Linked DNA regions of Mus musculus: region 1 is linked to region 2. The links are chromatin contacts, called in public promoter capture Hi-C maps. All regions are on one chromosome and are shown on one strand. The core of a region is the stretch at or near the end of the contact, and the rest is flanking DNA. Distances in the headings are between cores, read along the strand shown.

Region 1 (5,834 bases), core at 1,014-3,513, 3.0 Mb before region 2:
CACAGCTGGGCAGCCTCACTGCCTCTGTGCCTGCAAAGCCTCCATGCCTGCTGTCTGGCCCTTTGTGCAGATGTCCAAGTCCTCGGTTGTTCTCAGTAAAAGACCCTGAAGGTTCCTTCCAGAGTTGGCATCTCGTTTTCCATGCGGCTGTAGGACTGCCCAGCACCCCAGCCCTGCTACGACTTACAGAGCCCAGGGTCTCTTTCCTTTGCCATTTTGGGCTGTGGCTGCTGATACCGATTTTTGCCCCGCTGAGGCACAAAGAGGGAAGATAGGAAGTTGGGGAAGGACAGTTTTCTGTGACCTGTACCCTATGTGTCACAGTCTGGAGCCGGTTGTTGTTGTTTGTTTTTGGAGATCTAGGAATAGAGCCTTAGGCATACTAGGGAAGTGCTCTACCATTGAGCATTAGGCCAGTAACAGACAAAGCCACACTATGGCTTCGTACTGTAGAGATAGTACTCTGACCTTCTCTCTCATGGATGCTTTTTAGAGTTTTTTTTTTCTTTTCAGAAGTTCTGTTCCCTACACCTCAATACTGCAACTCCCATGTCAAACTGTCCCTCCCTGATCCTCCTCACAAAAACCTCTCCTTACCCTTATCTCTGCTTTGTTTATTTCTTTGTGCTTTTGAAGCGGGTCCAAGTCTCTGGAGAGTGAGACTGGGTTCTGGGTATTTGTTTCTGCACTGTACGTGGGTGGTGTGTTTCACATTTTAACCAGAGACTGACAGATCTATTGAGACTTCCTTTACGTTTCCTGTTAAGTGCAGAAGGATGTGATTTCCCCGACAGTGTGATTTCCTCATATTAAGATTTAATTAACTGTTGAGCTGCTCAGCTGTGAGTGCTGCGTGAGACCCTTGGTGACCCTAGACTTCCCTACAGGCTTCGTCTCCTTACCACGTCAGCCGTAGTCTTTTAATCTAAGGGTGGGAAAAGCTGCCCTCGGACAGCGCGGACAGGAACAGGGTATTTGTTCTGGCTTCTTCCTCTTTTGTTGCTAATGAGTTGTCCTCACTGCCTTCCTAAGAGCTATAAGACCTTGGCAAGTCACTCAGCCGCTGTGGACAAGTTGCACAAAGACGTGGTGTTAGATATTCTCTAAGGCCCGGCTGGTTGAATTAGGTCCTTTAAAATCCTTCTGTGACACACAGGAAAGTAGTTTAGTGCCTTTTTGGCTGTGATTATTCTGACTTGGTTGATAAATGCAGACAGCTCCACTGTTTATTTTATACAAAGTCCTATCCTATCACTTGAATTGACATCCGGTTACTTCAATGAGAAAAGAAATTGATTCATTCTACCAGGTTTAATTCATAGTCAGGTTTTCTTGAAAGTAATGTCCCTTTTATTTTATTTTTTTGAACAAATCCCAAACCACCTGCCATGTAACTTACACACACACACACACACACACACACACACAGTGATATTCTTTTTTTTTAAAAGATTTATTTATTTACTTATTTACTTATTTACTTATTTATTTATTTATTTATTTATTTATTTATTATATGTAAGTACACTGTAGCTGTCTTCAGACACTCCAGAAGAGGGAGTCAGATCTCGTTACAGATGGTTGTGAGCCACCATGTGGTTGCTGGGATTTGAACTCCGAACCTTCGGAAGAGCAGTCAGGTGCTCTTACCCACTGAGCCATCTCTCCAGCCCCACAGTGATATTCTTAAATGCTGTAAATTAGACTGAGACCCTTTACATATTGGTGAGCTGTTCACCCCAACTGTTGCCTTTTGTTTTTGTTTTCTTTATTTATTCAATACTGGCAATTAAATTTAGGCCTTGCTTGAGCTGTATTACTGTCCCCTTAAACCTGCTGATGATATGGCCCTCTGTTAGATATTCCTTGTAGTAGTCTGAACACTAAAGTTTTATTTAACATTGAAAATTTTTAAGTTTTTCTGTCTGTGGCTGTATGGCCTTCATGTATATCTAGACTCCAAGTGTATGCTTAGTGCTCAAAGTGGCCAGAAGATGGTGAAAGATCCCCTGGGACTGCAGTTACAGGTGGTTGTGAGCTGCCACGTGGCTGCTGGGAATCCAACCCAGAACCTCTGGAGGAGCAGACAGCCCTCTGCATAGCTGAGCCATCTCTCCAGCTCTTGAGCAGTAAACTCTTAATTCTGCCCCACTTCTCACCATCTTTATCAATAGCAGAAGCATGTTCCACAGGGAGAGAGGCTGTGTGGGAGAGGCCTGGCTGGCAGAGTGCAGAGGCCAGGCTCCTCCTCCACTGAGTGGCCAGGGCTCGTCCTCCACACACCCGGCTGCTGGAAGGAGTTCCATGTTTCCCTGCATCCCAGGCCTTCTCCTGTGACCACAGGGGCTGCTCCGCCTCAGCGCTGTGGGGGTTCTCTTCTGTAGTCACTGGGGCTCTTCTCGGCTGCTGGGTCATGAACGTTTTTTTGTCTCCTTTCCTGCTCTGATGCCTTTCTGTCTCCTTCAGCTCCATTGTACAGCCATGCAGCTGGCAGCCGACCTGTTAAAATTCCATGCTGATCATGTGGTTTTAAAAGCATTAAAAGTTACTGGAGTAGAAGGAAATTTGGAAGCTTTGGCTGAGTATGCCTGTAAACTCTCTGAGCAGAAAGAACAGCTTGTGGAGGTGAGTAATAGATTTGCTTATTAAACAAACTGTGGTTCACCATATGATAGCAAAGTTATGGAGAGAATATTAGCACATGTTTTTGACTAACTGCCCATCTGAGTATTGCCTTCTCTTCTCTTTGGAATCTGTAAGGTATAACACACGTCTACCCTGTTCTGACAATAGTTTAGCCTCTAAAACAAAACAATAAAATGTACTAGAACCATAAAATATATTTTTAAGTATTCCTTTCTTTGTTTTCTCAGACTGGGCTCTGGGGTGCAGTGGAGTAACGCTGTTTCTGTTTGAGTCTGAAGCTAGCATGCCGTGACAAGTGCTTAGCAAGAGAGCTGGGCTCAGTGTTGCATAGACAGTTGTGGGGGAGCCCGTGATTACAGAGCCAGGGCAAGTTGGTGGGGGAGGCAGAACCTGGAAGTCTGTGAACTAAGCACATTGATGGCCCAGGGTGACCCAGTAAAGGAAAGAACTTCTCTTTCCTTTCCTCTGTCCAAACACAGCTATGGCAAACCCAAGTTAGCTACCCAAGGCAGAAAGCTGAGTGGAGAAGGGAGGAGGACAATGAGAAGACCTCTGACCCTTCCTGAACTCTCCCACTCTGCCCCAACCCAGGGAGTCACCTGGCACTTGCTGTATAATTATAATTCCAGCTGATTTTTTTTTTTCCATTTTTTATTAGGTATTTAGCTCATTTACATTTCCAATGCTATACCAAAAGTCCCCCTTACCCACCCACCCCCCAAATTCCAGCTGATCTTAACTCATTAAAAATGTTACCATGGATCTGCTAGTTTAAAAAAAAAAGGAAGAGAAGAAGGAGAAGAAGAAGAAGAAGAAGAAGAAGAAGAAGAAGAAGAAGAAGAAGAGGAAGAGGAAGAGGAAGAGGAAGAGGAAGAAGAAGAGGAAGAAGAAGAAGAAGAAGAAGAGGAAGAGGAAGAAGAGGAAGAAGAAGAAGGAAGGAAGGAAGGAAGGAAGAAAGAAAGAAAGAAAGAAAGAAAGAAAGAAAGAAAGAAAGAAAGAAAGGAAGAAAGGAAGAAAGAAAGAAAAGAAAACAGAAAACCCTTAATCATGCATGCATGTGTGAGATCAGTCTTGGCCATTGTGTCTCAGTTAGGGTTTTACTGCTGTGAACAGACACCATGATCATGGCAACTCTTATAAGGACAACATTTAATTTCGGCTGTCTTATAGTTTCAGAGGTTTAGTCCATTATCATCATGGCTGGAAGCATGGCAGCGTGCAGGTAGACATAATGCTGGAGAAGGAGCTGAGAGTTCTACATCTTGATCCATAGGCAGCAGGAAAAGAGAGTGAAACACACGAGGCCTGGCTTGAGCTTCTGAGACTTCAAAGTCTGTCCCTAGAGACACACTTCCTCTGACAATGCCACACCTTCCAATAGTGCCAGTCTCTATGAACCTATGGGGCCATTTCATTCCAACTATCACAGCATATACAAATACAGTCTTCATATTATCATATACCCTGCTCAACAATCCTAAAGGTCATCGATGCTACTATTGAGCCTGGCTTCCTCTTCTTTGCTTGTCTACACAGCAGCCTGGAAGCCTCTGAGGAACATTCTCAAAGTGGCTATTTATTTCCTTTATTTAATAGATTTGCTTCTGCTCTTTCTAGAAACCAATTATTATGGCCGTGGAGAAAGAAACTTTAGGAAACCTATAACAAACCTTTTAAACTATAAAACAAAGTCAAAACGTTTCCTTTTAAGTCTCATGGTGTTTACTAATTTTCTCTAAAGGAAGCTTTCTGCTTCTTTATAACCAGTCTACCCAATCCATTGCTAGCTCAAAGAAGAAAGGCGTGTGCATATATTGATCTTGAGGAAAAGTCTCAGCCCTGAGAGAGCCGTAGCTTGTGATACTTGTCAGTTTAGCAGCGGGACCCTGGAGGCAGATGCAGCAACACACACACTAAGCTAGACCTTTCAAAGGTTCCCTGTGGTTCTCACGTCTTGTGACCGCCTTGCCTCGGTCAGATAGGGAGCGGAAACAGCATGCTCTGCCCATGTTTGTTCCTGCTTTGGCCTGTACAGATCCATTCTTAGGTTTGTAAACATAAGAATCATATGGGAAGGATGAGGGTGTAGAAGGTGACCTGTGGACATGGTTTTTGCAGACATGTCGATTGTTGCGGCATATATCCGGCACAGAACCCCTTGAGATAACGTGCATACATGCAGAGGAGACATTTCAGGTGACTGGCCAACAGGTATGGAAATGGACATTATCCTCTCTATGTTGTGTGTTATTTGACTGTGTAGCAGACTGAGGAAACAAGCAGAAAGGTTTGCCTCAGTGGAGGCCAGATCTGCTGAGAGGAAGAAGAGAGAAAGTGGGTCACTGGAAGTTGGTTGGTGATGTACTGGACACGGCTGACATTTCATTGGATCATCTGGTTTTTCTGCCAAACTGAAATTGGCACATTTCACTGAAATGCTAGATTATATCTCTTTTAAATGAAGCTGTTTATAATGCAGGTCACATTAATATACTTGCAAAGAAAGATATATCAGTATCTAACAAGCCACAAAATACAGTTCAGTTTAATAATTCCTAAGGACATTGATTTAAGAAACAAAGCAGGGGCAGCTAGATGCCTCAGTACATAAAGGTGACTGCTGAGCAGCCAGTGACAGCTCCAGGCCCCACATGGTGGGAACAGAGAACCAACCTCCACATATACATCAGACTGTGCCTGTACTTGTGTGCGCATGCACACATACTCACACACACACACACACGCACGCACGTACACACGCATGCACGTACACACATGCACATACACATAACATTAGTAAATAAAAACATACAAACAAAAACAATGTTTCTGGCCATGCAAGTTTTTGAACAAGATTCTATTAGATGCAGAGTAACTATCTCAAGTTAGGCAGATAGCACATTTTGCTATTAAAATACTGACTGATAACCGGAAGTGGCAATGTGAAAATTCATCAGCTTACTGATGACTTAATGTCCAGAATGGTTCCCAGGGCTGAGACTTTAAAGATCACACGCATGCCTCTGATGCCTGTTTAGATCATTTCTGCTGCTGAAACGTTGACGTTGCATCCGTCTAGCAAAATCGCTAAGGAAAACCTGGATGTGTTTTGTGAAGCTTGGGAGTCTCAGATGAGTGACATGGCGACGCTGCTAAGGGAAATCAGTGATGTGTTTGAAGGAAGACGA
Region 2 (6,485 bases), core at 3,576-6,075:
TCCATGCACATAGCAATAAGCAAGCTTACAGAAGTCAGAGCAAGCAGTTAATCATTTCACAACAGTTACACAACCCTTGGGAAGGGACAAGAAGTCAGGGTTGGTGGGAACTTATCTTTCAGGAATTTAGGCCAGCGACAAATGGCTAACATGGGTGCCAAGCACCAAGTAGAGCTTTCCTTGGCCATCACAAAGCACTGTCTACTGGTAAAGCATGGATATATACTAAGCGATGATCTAATTAAACTTTGGATGAGACACACACATACCAGGGCTTCTGTTCTAAATTAAGGGAAAGAAATGCTGACCACACAGGTAAAGAACACAAGCTAATCATTGTATCTACAGACAGAGTCTGGACAAATGTATTTTAACCAAAATGAAAACAGAAAAGATACATGAAAATCTATTAAAAAAAAAAATATATATATATATATGGCATAAGACAGATGCACAAAATTCAAAGAGACACTTAAGAATAAACAACTAGGTGGGGTAGGGAGATGTCTCCACTGGTAAAGTGCTGGCCACATGAGCATGAGGACCTGAGTCTGATCCTAGGCCCACAGGAAAGCTGGGAGTAGCAGTGCATCCCTAAGCCACCATTTGGTAAGCACAAAGAGGCAGATGTCTGCAACCCACAGGCCAGCTAGCCCGACAGCCAGTGAGCTCCAGATTCACTGAGAAAACACATCTCAGCTAGGAGGACCAGGATCCAGGAAGCTATCCAACACTGACTTTTGTCTCATCGTGCACCGGCACCTACAAACATGCATGTACACATCTCCATAAACATATGCATATACCATATACACAGACAGTAAGTCTGAACTACTCAAAGACCTAGACACGACGTGCACATGTGCTCTGACAGACTTGAAAATCTAAGTCCTCAGAAAAGTGTACATTACCAAGCAACCTACAGTTAATGAGAAAAGAAGGAAACATCTACCCACCAGAACATCTTTTCTTCATGAATATGAAGAAAACAAGTTTAGATCAAGAATTAGCAAATCAAATCACTACACTGAAATAATATATAATGCAAATCAACTTTGTTCCAAGAATGGAAGAATGAGTCATAATTCTTCAATTCGGTCATTGCATTCATGTAATCTACATTATATTTCCACAGGAAAAGCAATATGTATAATTATATATCTCAATATATGTCTTCTATTTTGGTTTTTGAAACAGGGTCTTGCTATGTAGCCCAAGCTTGTCTTGAACTTTCTCCTCCTGCCTTTGCTTCCCAAGTATTAGAATTATAGACATTACTCACCAATCCTGGATCAATAGATTCTGATCTTAAAAGAAAGAAAGAGAGAGAGAAAGAGAGAAAGGAAGGAAGAAAAAGAAGGAAAGAAAGAAAGAAAGAAAGAAAGAAAGAAAGAAAGAAAGAAGAAACAAACAACAACTTGATAAAATTTGTCACCTATTTGGGTGGTAAATAAGGAGGGACAGCCTAGAAAGTTAACAAATACAATAGAGCTTTCTTACAAGACACCTCCAGAAAGCCTACGGGAAACATCACATTTCATTAAACTTTAGACGCATCCTCACTAAATTCAGAAGTCAAGCAGAACTACAGTCAGTGTTCTTACTGGTCACTCTGCATCAGCACAGTTTCACATGAGGCTAGAAAAGGAAATGTGCTTCTTGGCTACAAGCAATACGACAAACTTAAGCCAAAAAGAATTTACTGGAAGAATTTCAGCAACTCCCCAAAGAAATTCGAAGCTAAAGATAGCAAGTAAATGCTAGGGACCTGCAAATGGCCATAGAGAAAGTGATCTCTGTAACAGGACAAGACCAACTATTCCGTTCAGTTAGCCACTCTGCCAAGATCACTGAGTTCCAAGTGTTCTCTGTAGTAATTCATCACTGAGATGCAAAGGCTTGCAAAGAAACACCCACCTACCACCAAACTGTTACAGAAAGGGGTGTGTGTGTGTGTGTGTGTGTGTGAGTGTGTGTGTGTACACTCGAATTCATGGAAACCAGAGGAAATCATCAGGTGTCCAACTCTATCGTGGTCTATCTTATTCTTCCCAAACAGGATCTCCAGCTGACACTAAGGTAGGCTAGCAGTCAGCAAGACCCAGCAAGCCTGCCTCTCTCAAACCCCATAGAGCCCAGGTTACAAGCATGTAGCTACTCTCAGCTTCTTACGTGGGTCCTGGGGATTTGATCTCAAGTCCTCAGGCTTGTGCATACAGCTGTCTTACCCACTAAGCCATCTATCTATTCTCCAGCCCCAAGAGCTTCCTTTTGTAACCATACACTTAGCTCTGTCTTTCAGAGCAGAAATCTACAAAACAAAAAAAGACATGCACATAAGGAGTTGGAGATATGGGTCAAAGGTTAAGAGCACTTACTACTCTTATAGACAACCTGGTTCTGCTTCCAGCACCCTCAATGGATGGCTCAGAAACACTTCTAACTGTAATATAACTTCAGCTGCAAGGAAAGCTGACCCAGTGGCCTCCGCAGGTACCTGAACTGGTATGCACACAAACACTCAAAAATAATAAAAAATAAATATATTTGTAAAATAGCATAAATCAGTATTTCTATAGTCTTTGGTATGGGACCAAACTTCCTGAAACAATATATAAATCCTGAAAGTCATAAAGTCTGTCTATTAAAAACAGATCTGTCTGTACAAACAAGGAAATAGATTTAACCATAAACTTTTTTAAAAGATTTATTACCATACATAAGTACGCTGTAGCTGTCTTCAGACACACCAGAAGAGGGCGCCAGACATCATTACAGATGGTTGTGAGCCACCATGTGGGTGCTGGGATTTGAACTGAGGACCTCCAGAAGAGCAGTCTGCGCTCTTAACCGCTGAGCCATCTCTCCAGCCCTAACCATAAACTTTTTAAAACTTCTGCACTAAAAGCTAAAATTTAACGAGTGTGGGGGGGGGGGGGGAGGGAAGCTTCAGCACTTACAATGAAAGGTCCATGATGCATAAAGAGAATCAATAAAATGAGACAACAATCTACATCCTGATAAACAGGCAAAAGAGACTTGGCATTCACAGGAATTAAATACAAATGACCCATAAACCAAGGAAGCATGTACATTAATAACCATGAAAAATGCAAATGAAAATGGTTCTCTATGAAAATGGCAAGATGGTGAGGACTGAAAATAATTACTACTCTTAAAGTTACTAGGTCCTCTAACACACTCCCTGGATGCTGGCGCAGGCATTCTCCTCTGAATACTATCATTTCCTAGTACTGGGAGAAAAACATGTTTCCCTCCTTGGTAATTAGCATTCAATTATCCAAGTGATTCTCAAATTTTAGACCCATACTGACCCCTAAAATTTAAAGAGGGCATGAATGGGATGCCAGAATTTAGGGGAAGAGACTACAGAGGGATAAAGTGCTTTGGAATATAAAATACTTTATATTTTTATCATATAACTTTGTGATAAAAAAATAGCGAATATATTTATGTAGATCATACCTTTAAAAATATTTTTAAAATTTCTTGGCCTGGGGCTCTACTCAGTGGGTGGGTACTTCAGTAGCTTCTATCTCCAGTAACAAGGAAGGACCTAGAGTTGGTGTTTATATTTAGCATTTGGAAACGTTAACAGTTTTTAAAGCAGTTACATATGGATTTTAAAATAATGCATTAAATGTAAATAATGTGTTCTTTACTAAAATAACTATTCTCAAAATCAAAAAAGTATTTCGTGAGAAAAGGCACATTGCTATCTAATTAGGCAAATCTCCTTAATGTCTAGCCTCAAACAGAAATGCTTGGACTCATCAGCTGTTTCATTATCTCTTACAACACTGTTAAGTCACACGGCCATTGGGAAACTTCGCTGTACACTCATAAAGGCAAGAACGGATAAATAACCTCTGAAGATACATTATGAAAATAATGAACTTTACAGTGTGTGACAGGGAAGAACCTGGGAAGTGAGCCACACTTTGAAAACGTCTGATTTAGTCAATACAAGATACTATCGGATTCTAGATATGGAGCAGTAACGAAACTGTAGTTCTCTTTAATCAGAGAAACAGTCTCCCACGAGGATGACCTGTTCCTCCACGAGTTAGACACAGAAAACTCTCAAAAACGTATGAGGCAAGGATTTAAAGAATTAGTGGTCCAGAAAAGGTAAGACAACCCTTAAACTTTCACCCTTCACCTCCCGGACAAGGAAGGCAGAGAAATGCCTGAACTCAAAGACAGACTCAGAAAAATAATGGGAAAATGGGGAACTTTAAAAGGAAACCCACTACATTCAATGTCAAAGACAGGAGTACAAACACTGCTTTTTGGTCACATGGTTCATGGAACTCAACGTTGTGAAAATCCCATCCCATCCCACATGTTTCACAGAGGGCTGAACTACATGCCAAGCGACTGTTACCCGGACCGTGCCTCCAGTGGCTGACTGAGAAACCGCAAAGCCACCCCCTCTCCTGGTTCAACACGCTAGCAAGGTGCTAGGTCCCACCTGAGACGTCCCGCTCAGGGGTCTACATGACCTTCCTCAGCCTACGTCTGAGTCCCGTGCTCGGTACTGAGGGGTGGGCCGCAGGGCATCCCGGCGTCCCTGCCTCCCGCAGTGAGGACGCGGAACCGGGAGCGCGTCGGGCCCCTTCACTCACCTGGCCGCTGCTTCAGCGCCATCACCGACACCAGGTAGTGGGCGATATCAAAAAAGGGAAACATGGACGTGCGGGAAAAGGCCAGAGTCAGATCATCCCACGGGTACTCCATGACGACTACCGACGCCGCCGGCCCCAGCAGCCGCGGCAGCCGGTTCCCCTCCGGCGGAGGGGGTGGGGGAGGGGACGGCCGCGCCAGCTTCAGCCCTGCGCGTGCGCCCTGGAGCCTAGGGGGGCGGGGTCCGGAACGGGGGCGGGGCCGGAGCCGGAACGAGGGGCGGGGCCCTGGCCCTGGTTCTCCTAAAAAAGGTATGACATTTTCTCAGTGTTGCAGTCAGTGCCAGCTGACCCAAGGGGCAACGGGCAACGCTCAAAGTCAGATTCTATGTAAACGGATGCCATTCCTCTTTTTCTGAACAGCCACGATGTAACTCATTTATTACTTAGTGAAGATATGAAAGATAATAAAACGGTAATGTTTTATCCATATCCCCATGAAACTTGAATTTTCCCAGAGGGAAAAAAAAATTTTAAGGACTCACGGAATTTCACAAAGCATAAAAAGTATGGATGCCACGCCAAAGCAGATGGTTAGAGAAGACCATTGCAGGGAAATGCACACGGTATTAAAAGCAAGTCTGTAAATATTAGAAGTTATTTTGGCTAGACTACAACCTGAAAAATGAAGTTGTAAAAGAAATAAAAGTCTTTCGCAGTGAAACCAGGTGGTTTAAGCTCTTGATCAGTCGCTACATTGTCCTCAGTCTTGTTTATCAAAAGCATGTGCTGAATTGGTAGTTGGGGTGAAGAAGATGGGCAGGTCTCTGAAGTTGCAATCCAGCACCAAAGATTCATGAGAAGAGACTAGGGAAATCAGAAATGCATTCACTAATCCAAGACAAAAGGTAGTAGTAGTAGATGCAGGTCTTAAGGACAAAGCCACAGATAGAGAAAGACTGCCAAGCAGACTAAAGTGGATACAAACACCACCTGTAATGACAGCAAAAGGAGCCAGGTTTTGAAAAACAAGAAAAGGAGCTATCTGCTGAAATTGGTTGCAAAAAGAACTAAAAGTAAAGGGAAAAAGTGAGACTGGATTTTAAGAAAAAAAAGGTAAATTTGGCACATTTTTATTTGACATGTCAACAGATCATGTTGTTACTTGGCATGGGTACACACAAGCTATTGAGGGAGCAGGTAGGTGACTGTTATATTGCTGCAAAGGGCAATCGCCTTTTCCTCCTGAGGTTAGCCTCGGTATTAACTCACTTAGCAAATGTTATTTACACCCGTGCTTTGTACCGAGCATTTTACTGGCTGCCAGAGGCACCACTGTCCTAAACACCAGGTTTCAAATGTAAGAAAGTGGTAGCAACATTCTTCATTTCATAACTTGTCAAGAAACAATAGCCTTGATTAAATACTTTTTGATCTGCTTTTCTAAGCAAACACTTTTTACAGGGAAACATTTCTTTTTAGCTTCTGGCACACTTTGTTTATTATAAATATAATAAAATAAACAGTCAAGGCTTTATTAGCTCTGCTCAGAGATATTGCAGGCTCCCTGACATTTGACTCACCACATGAGTGCAAAACGAAGTGTGCTCACATCTGCCTACTGCCTAAAGACAATATTTATAAGATCTAAAAGAAATGAACTAGGAAGATCACACACACAGAAAAGCTCTATCCATATTTTGTATGTGCTTATCATATTTGCTTCTGGCCACTACATAAACTACCTGGTCTAATGGAATGCTGTGTAGTTGAGGAAAACCGGAGTGAACCGAGGGAAGACTTAGAAGAGGAAAGAAGAAAGGAGGGATTTGGGACAGT

The links. Promoter capture Hi-C pulls out the DNA fragments that hold promoters and counts their contacts.
Region 1: a promoter capture Hi-C map of hippocampal neurons shows a contact between it and region 2, with 8 times the contacts expected there. The contact joins the enhancer-like site here to the promoter of Tmem38b in region 2. A contact is called at or near these places in 8 of 39 promoter capture datasets (the 3T3-L1 cell line, 3T3-L1-derived adipocytes, cranial neural crest and 4 more) and 1 of 115 datasets of contacts at active chromatin or transcription factors (astrocytes).

What each region holds. Positions count from the first base shown.
Region 1 is chr4:56,826,275-56,832,108 of GRCm38.p6, reverse strand. It overlaps Ctnnal1 (catenin (cadherin associated protein), alpha-like 1), which reads left to right. Exons shown (of 19, transcript NM_018761.3): 9 at 2,467-2,625; 10 at 4,765-4,857; 11 at 5,685-5,834. Among named protein-coding and RNA genes, the nearest start is that of Elp1, 27 kb to the right of the region's middle. Within about 2 kb of position 2,263, at least 97 of the 459 cell types and tissues checked have an H3K27ac peak or open chromatin away from gene starts, as enhancers often do. A contact at or near this core is called in astrocytes, where this site is marked.
Region 2 is chr4:53,824,385-53,830,869 of GRCm38.p6, reverse strand. It overlaps Tmem38b (transmembrane protein 38B), which reads right to left and starts at 4,825. Exons shown (of 6, transcript NM_028053.2): 1 at 4,650-4,825. The coding sequence starts at 4,761.